Regions from separate parts of the Mus musculus genome. Here region 2 is linked to region 1. The links are chromatin contacts, called in public promoter capture Hi-C maps. All regions are on one chromosome and are shown on one strand. Each heading gives the region's core, a stretch centred on a gene start, on an enhancer-like site or on the middle of the called end of the contact. The rest is flanking DNA. Distances are from core to core; before and after follow the strand shown. Region 1 holds the start of Spock1 (sparc/osteonectin, cwcv and kazal-like domains proteoglycan 1). Region 2 holds the start of Gas1 (growth arrest specific 1).

What was found. Capture Hi-C pulls out chosen DNA fragments and counts their contacts.
Region 2: a contact with region 1 is called in a promoter capture Hi-C map of liver, with 3 times the contacts expected there. The contact joins the promoter of Gas1 here to the promoter of Spock1 in region 1.

Annotation. Positions count from the first base shown.
Region 1 is chr13:57,906,034-57,910,065 of GRCm38.p6, forward strand. Spock1 (sparc/osteonectin, cwcv and kazal-like domains proteoglycan 1) reads right to left here and starts at 2,299. Exons shown (of 12, transcript NM_009262.3): 1 at 2,159-2,299; 2 at 1,369-1,554. The coding sequence starts at 1,554.
Region 2 is chr13:60,175,890-60,179,921 of GRCm38.p6, forward strand. Gas1 (growth arrest specific 1) reads right to left here and starts at 1,646. Exons shown (of 1, transcript NM_008086.2): 1 at 1-1,646. The coding sequence starts at 1,052.

The sequences.
Region 1 (4,032 bases), core at 1,049-3,548:
GCCATAGATGGCTAAGAGAACTTGTTAGGAACTGTGAGATGCAGACTAGAGTCTCCTTCTGTTGGGTCCAGCAGGCAGATCTGTGGCAAACAGTCCCAAATAACCAAGGAGATTCAGTGTGTGTTTGAAAAGCTCTTCCCAGAAGAAACTCCTCCAGGGAGGAGAGGGGCTCGGAGGATATAGCAGCAAATCCCGGAAGGAGATCTGGACAGGTGCTATTTAGAAAGCACTGGAAGCCATCTGGAGTCATGCAGTTCCTCAGAGACTAGCTCCCTGCAAGGCCTCGAGATACTGAGAATGGGTTCTGAGAAATCCATGGAGAAAAGTATGGGGTGCCTTTCTCTACCTCTGTATATAACTGTGATGATGTCCAGTGGCATGGCTCAGGTCACCCCTTTAAATATATATATATATGGTATGGCTCAGGTATATATATATATATGTATGTATATATATATATATATATATATAGTGTGTGTGTAATTTATTATATATTGCTTTTTTAATGTTCTAACACATAAACTACTGCATAAAAACAAAACATTCAAACATAAAAGCTTTACTCATTGTAAGTCTTAGACATTTTTACAATACTGAAAGCATCTCGGGGACAGGGATTCCTAATGTCCCCTTAATCCCTACCACTCTGGGGAGTCTTTGAAGGGGCTGGGGAGCAGGTCCTACTGGAAGGGGGCTTCTTGCCCCATCTTCTGGAAGCACAGAGGTATGTAGGAGCCAGGACTGTGGCGGAGACAAACAGCAGATGTGCCCTGATGCCCCAGGGTTTCTCCCCCACATCCCACCTGGCACTCTCCTGGGGAAAGGATTCTCTGATTCTCTGCGCTGCCTGTTCCCTTTTCCCTTCCACTGAAGTCTGGAAGACTCCAAGCCACTGCACTGTTCCCTGCTATCCCATCAAGTTCATTGCCAGGAGGCCCCCAAGACCTCCCCTCATGCCTGACCTCATGGCTTCTTAATAAATGAGCTATACACATCACTAGAGATTTTTTTTTCCTGATGCACCCAAAAGATAGCCAGATCCTGCAGCTCCCAGGACCTTCCTTCCAGGGTTTGGTAAAGTCAGTCTGCCATCAGTAGCTCTCAGACACTTGGAGAGCCCCTCTCCCCAAGCTGCTTAAGGTTTGTGCCCTGTTTCTGTGAGGACAGCTGCATCGATCCTACAAGTGCACATACCTGGAATACAGGTAACACGCAAGAGCACCCAGCCTTCCAAGTTCTCTTTAAAGTTCCTCTCAGGCTAGACGGATGCACTGTGGACCTCCATGAGAGGTTTGAACCTACCACCCCCAACCCCTACACTGGTCTCTGAGCCCCCCCCCCCCATTTTCCACCCCCAGCCGAACTCACATCTCGGAAGCGGTTCCAGTACTTGTCACGGTCATACTGGGAGACAGTGCTCAGCCACTGGTCATTGTCTAGGAAATTGGCGTTGTTGAGGGCCGCGCCACCGGCCAGCGCGTCCAGGTGCCGGCTGTCCACTTGGAGGAAGCACCACGCCGCGGCGGCCGCCGCGAGCACCGCGATCGCTGGCATCTGGGGGCAGGGCACACGGGCGTGAGCCGGTGACAACAGGGCTACCTCAAGCCCCTCACTCCCACCGGGTGTCTGGGCGCCTAGGGGCGCGCACAAGCTGCAGCGCCTGGGCTCACCGCGGGGACAGGGTGGTCCCTCTCACACCTGGGACGGAGGTTGCACCTGGAGAGCCCTTATGCATGGAAACAGCTACAAACGCAGAGCCTAGGTCACCGACTCGGGGCCGCCGTCAAACTACTGAAGACCCTCTCACCGGCTCTCCGTTGTGGGGCTCCAGTACATCTCCCCCAAAACCCGGATGCTCAATGTGCCAGCCGCACTCCCACAGACGGGCCCCACAGCTCTGGTGTAGGGATAGGGATAACGGCGCTCTGAGCATCATCCCAGGCTCTGGCAGACGGGGGCTTTGGGGTGCCCTCAAGCCGGGCTTCCCGTTCCCAGCTAAGGCAAAGGTCTCTCTGCTCCCGGCCCGCGGCTTCTGCGCAACAGGGACACGCAGAAATGCCCCCAGGCCCTGACCCTGCCAGCCCGGGAGATGGCCTCAGGAAGGTCCCAACTACGCCAAATATGCCAAGTTGGGGCTCAGTGTTCTGCGGACACGTACCTTGGGAGCCCGCCCGAGTCCCGGCGCCCGAGTTGCTGGGGTTCCTGTACCGCGGTGGCTGGGAAGGCTGATGCCCGGCTCGTTCCCTTGCGCACCTGCCGCCGCCGCGCGTCCGGCCGCTTTGTGAGCCCGCAGCGCTCTGGCTCGTCTCGGGCGCGGCGTCCGCGGGCGGAGAAGCCTGAGCTCCTAGCCGAGGCCTCTGGCGCCCCCTGGCGGCTACTTGGCGCTCAGCGGTCCCATCCGGGAGCGTGATTCATTCGCAGCTCTACAGGGCTGACACAGATTTCAAGCTCAGGGAAATGATGTTAGAAGGCCAAGAAGTCGCCAGTGTTGAGGGACTCTCAACGAGTAAGTGCTTGGGACACCCGTCTCAGAATCTCTACGGTGGAGAGAGGAGACTCTCTCCAAGAGTCGGCCCTTTAAATGAGTCCCTGTTGCGTCTTGTGCACAGACAATATTTAGGTGAACTTCTCTACTCCCTGGTTCAAGCCATACACCCAGCATCTCTAAGTCTGATCTCCAACCAGAGCCACCCCTAAGAGTCCTGTGGAACCGACCTCCAGCTTCAAGCACGGACAGAAGGAGAAAGCTGGCCTTGACCCAGCCCTCTCTTCTCTTTCCAAATACTCAGCGTGTTTGGTTTAATAGGGGTGGGAGCGACTTAACAGGTGCATCGCTGCCTACTTCTTGGCACAGCTATAGCCTATAGCCCTGAACACACACACACACACACACACACCAAACTCAAAACCCTTCAGGACACTTCCCTGAGAAACACCCAAACCCTAGTCCCCTGCACACCTGGTCCTTGCCCTCTTACCCTTCTGCCTCTGTTTGCCCCCACCCACCCACCCACCCCTGCCTTCTTGTCCCCACTTTCTACACAGGCTAGCCTTGGGGTCAGACCCCAGTGGCAAGGGCTCCTCCAGGCCTGGGATCACTTTGCCCCTGGGCAGACTTGAGCTACCAGAATATCTGAATGCATTCTGCAGCTGCCTCATCTCCATTTGTTCCGAGATTTGTGGTCCCTGTGATTCAGGCCAGGACCTCGGTGACACTGCCCTGAGAACTCAGTGTTTCTCCAGCTGCAAGCTCACTGCGCTTAAGGTCACTTATGGCAAGCGTGACCTTCCCGTGGGCTGGAACTCTCTGACAGTGCGATCTGCCTTGCTCTCAGCAGCTGCACCAGTCATGACACACCACCAACAGTCAGTATCAGAGGGATCCTGAGCCCTGCTTTTCAATATGCCACCACGATGATGTGGCCGGTTGTGAGTCGTGCTGTAATAATTGGGCAGATGGCATGGTTTAAGCATGTGAATTGCAGTTCTTGTGCATTCTGGGAGGCCTTAGTACAGGAGAAGTGGAGTCTTTTTTTTTCATGTTGGGGAAACACCTCACCCAGAGAGTATCTTATCACGGGGATGAACACAGTGAGTATCTGATGTCATAGCTGGAGAGAGAGAGGCTTGGGATAGTGAGAGGAATGCATCTCATTTCAAGAGAAACTTATGTGCCAAGTTGGGGCTCAGTGTTCTGCGGACACGTACCTTAGGAGCCCGCCCAAGTCCCAGGACCGCAGTACCGTGGCTGGGAAGGCAGCTGCCCGGCTTGTTCCCCTGCGCACCTGCCGCCGCAGCCGCCGCCTTTGTCCCGCGCTCTAGCTCACATACGGGCCTGTGCAAGCATTACCTCTCATTCCCCAGCCATGTTTTGTCAGCACCCCTGTTCTGAAGAGTCACACCCGATGTCATTTTTGCCTCCTCATAACCAGTTCTTTCATCAAGCCATCTTAATCTACCTTTGAGTTAAGTGATTGGCCACACCAGCCGCCTGCCCTGCTCAAGCCTGGGCTCTTTCTATGAACTCCTGCA
Region 2 (4,032 bases), core at 396-2,895, 2.3 Mb after region 1:
CTCCTGCGCCCGGGACCGTGGGGCAAGTCTCCGCGGCCGCCCGCCGCAGCAGCGCCGCCGCCCGGGCGCGCAAGGCCGTCGTCGTCGTCCAGGGGTTGCTCGCCGCCCGCGGCCCCAGCGCGCTGCTCGTCGTCATATTCTTCGTCGTAGTAGTCGTCCAGGCCCCCGTCCGAGCCGCTGCTGCCCGGACCGTTGCTCGCATCTGGGCCGAAGCACAGGCGGGCCATGTTCTCTTTGACCGATTCGCAGATGGGCCGCTCCAGCCCATCGCACACGCAGTCGTTGAGCAGCGCCGCCTTGGGCACGGCCAGCATGTCCTCGATGACCGCGCGGCACTCGTCTGTGCAGCGCAGCCCGTTGAAAAGCTTGCCGCAGTAGGCCAGGTAGCGGCTGAGCGCCAGGTTGCAGCGGCTGTCCCGGTCGCAGCGCCGCCGGGCCTCAGTGCAGCCCATGACCGAGCCCGCTCCCGCGCCCGGGCCCACGCTGCTGGTGCGCGGCAGACAGGGCTCGATGGCGCGCTTGGTGGACCTGCAGTGTTCGTCCTGCGCGCAGTCGCAGTCCTCCAGCGCGGGCCCGCGGCGCGTGTGGTTGAGCTGGATAAGCGCCGAGATGCAGTGGCTCGGGCAGCGCCAGCGCGGCGAGGACGCGGCCGAGGCGGGGAAGGCGCCGGCGGGCCCCGGAGCATCAGCCCCGCCGCGCTGCGCTAGCACCGGCGCACAAGCCTCGGCGTACTGGCTGTAGGCGTAGCTGCAGTCGGGCTCGCCCTGACACTGCAGCAGCGCCTGCCAGCAGATGAGGCGGCGGCCGTGCGCTAGCCCCGAGCCCCGCGGTGCCGAGCACAGCAGCTGCAGCAGCGCCATCAGGCACAGCAAGGCGCCCGGCAAGGTCCCCGTGCGGGCCCCGGCGCCGCCCAGCAGCGCGGCTAGCATCGCGGGCAGCAGCGGCCGCCGGACGCGGTGCGGAGCGGAGACGAGGCTCGGGTGGCGGCCGCGGGGCCGCTGGAAAAGTTTGTCCGAGTTCCGCGCACTTCTGGCATGGGCGTCCTCATCCATCCATGCCGGCGGCCCCGCGGCTGGTAAAGGCGGGTGTTCGCTCCGGCACCGCGGCCGGGGCTCCCTGAGAAGCGCGGCGACGCAGGTCCGGGTCCGGTAGACGGTTGGAGGCGCTCAGTGCCGTTCCGGGGGGACGCGGCGAAGCTGCAGGAGCGCGCGGCGCCGGGGGTGCATGGTGCTAGGCGCCTGCAGACAGTCGTGCGGCCGGCGGCTCCTCGGTTCCCGGCTCAGCGGCGCGTAGCACTTCGCAGCTCTGGCATCCCGCCTTCCCGCGGCCAGGACGCTTGGTCCCCTCCCCCTCTACCCCGGTCTGGGCCGCGCTCCGGGAAGTTCTGGGCGCCAGGCGCAGGGAGGACCCCGAAACTCGGAGCGTTTCTCTGCTCCGAGACCCGGAGCTTGGGGAGCGGATCCGCGGAGCCCGGCTGCGGACTAGCTCGCCGCGAGGCTTTAAATACAAAAGTGGGCCGGGAGCCCCCGTGTGGTGCCGCGGCGCCCCCTCATTATGCATGCATAGAAAAGCAAACAAACAAAAACATTAGCAACGCTCCTCCGGCTCGCCGAGCCCTGGCCCCGCGCGCTCCAGGCTTGCCCGCTTTCTCCTTTCTCCACTCTCCGGCGCCCTTTGCTCGGCCCCCTTCCCCGGCTTTGCGAGCTGCTATTGGTCCAGCCTGTTGTTGTTGAAACTTTTTTTTTTTTTTCCGAGCCGCTGGAGTGGGGCTGCAGAGTGGGGGAGGGCGGTGGGCAGCTCACATTCAGGCATTCAGGGCTTGAAAGGAACGGCTTAGGGAGCCTGACACAGGCCCAGCTCCTCCCACTCTTCAGGAGGCTGGGATACCGAACCCCAGCTCGCGCACAGAGCCAGCGGGCAGGGCTTAGGGCCAGCTGCCTGCATCCGGCTCAGCCACCGGCCTTTTTGTTCCCTTCCTCCGCCCCCTTTTTGTTTGGGTGGGGGGACACTTTTATTAATTCTTACTGATCCCCCATCTTTGCATCCGAGAAAGTTCGAAAGTCACTTTAATTTTCAGGCTCCTCATCTCTGAGTTCTGATCACCTCGGGGGGTATAGCGAAGGCAGGGAGTTTTGAGAATTCATTGTAAGACTTTAAAAACTTAGACACAGATTGCGCGCGCGGGCACACACGGGTTCTCTCTCTCTCTCTCTGTCTCTGTCTCTGTCTGTCTCTCTCTGTCTCTCTCTCTGTCTGTCTCTCTCTCTGTCTCTCTCTGTCTGTCTCTCTCTCTGTCTCTCTCTCTCTCTCTCTCTCTCTCTCTCTCTCTCTCTCTCTCTCTCTCTCTCTCTCACACACACACACACACACCGAGCCACCATCACAACCACGACCTCTACCACCACCACAAGAAGGACACTTTCCACCAGCTTTCAGTCCCCCTTTCCGGCAGGTAAGGCCCTCGCACTGGACATCGTTTTCAAACTAAGAAATCCAAAGAACTGAAACTATTTCTTTACTCACGATTTTTTTTTTTAAATACGAACGGCAATGACAAATCTTAGCATTAAAAACCCTGGGAATGCTGAGCGCTACCACCTGGCTGCAGTTACAGCACAGAGGACGAGGGTAAATTGACCCGCTACGTGCTTTAAACTGCACGTTTCAGTTCCTCGCTGTGTTTAAAGCAAAAGCCACCAGCAGAGCGGGCTTTGCAGTCAGAGCAGGACTCTCTCAAGCGACCTTAACTGTGGCGCAATGCAGCTTTTGGCCACTAGAGGCACCGCGAGTCTGTGGCCTGTCAAAAACTGGCTCCTTCCTCTCCCCTTTCCATGGTGAGACTATCAACTCAGTCTGTCACAAAATTTAAGGCTAAATCGCTGCTGAAGCAAAGGAAGCCCCAGCTGCAGTGCGTTCAGAAAGTGGACTGTCCACCTCTCCAAAGAGTTAAAGAGTTTGAAAGGGCGAGAGTGAGGGCCTGACGGATTAACCTGGCTTTTGGGAAAAGCTGGCTGCCTAGGCTGAGGAAGCTGTCTCTGAAACCTCACAGGATGAGAGAGGCAGACTGAGCTGTGTGAAGCCACCGTGCTCCTACCCTAACCCTAATTCATGGTTAGGACCATGAATTTAGTAATAGAAAACAAACGCAAATCTATCCTTAAAAACTAGCCAGATGTGGTACAGCAAGCCTGTTTATCCCAGGCAGAAGCGGGAGGATCGCTGCAAGTTTAAGGACAGCTAGTTAGATCCTGAGAGCTCCAGGCCACTTGCTTTGAGGTCAGATTGCTCACTTGCTAAGGTCCTTTTTTATCCTTAACAATCTGTGATCCTGAGCTCCTAAGAAGAAAGCCAGCCCTGGGATGCATCTTCTGGCTTCTTTAGAGAGCTCTCAAGACACCCTGCAGGAGAATCATCTGGAGACCTTGTGTTCATATCTGGATTCCTAACTCTTTGAATCTCTGACAGCTAAAACCCTGGAGGGCCTGAAAGTCTGCATTTCCAACAAGATTTAAGGCGGTGTGTGTGTGTGTGTGTGTGTGTGTGTGTGTGCGTGCGTGTGTGTGCGTGTGTGTGTGTGCGCGCGCGCGCGTGTGTGTGTGTGCGTGTGCGTGTGTGTGCATGTGCGTGCGTGCGCGTGTGCGTGTGCGCGCGTGCGTGTGTGCGTGCGTGCGTGTGTGTGTGTGTGTGTGTGTGTGTGTGTGTGTGTGTGTGTGTGTATGCGCGCGTGCGTGCAGTGTTACTGATGCTTCAGAGCTGCTTACTGGGGGAATGTTCTGACTGTGTTTGTTCTAAAGGTTACAAATAGTTCACCTTTGCTGGTCACATGAATCCATCTTAGCCTTGATTCAGGTCTCAGTGGGAGCTAAGGGAGGTCACGAGTGCTCATCCTGAAGACATCTTTACAGACTCATGGCCTTGACGTGGAAGGCCAGAGGAACAGGCAGCCACAGCAGGCTGTGTGCATTCCCCTCTTTCAAATATAGGCTTTCCTGGGTCCTGGGCTTTCACTCTTTAAGGACACCATGTCTATGG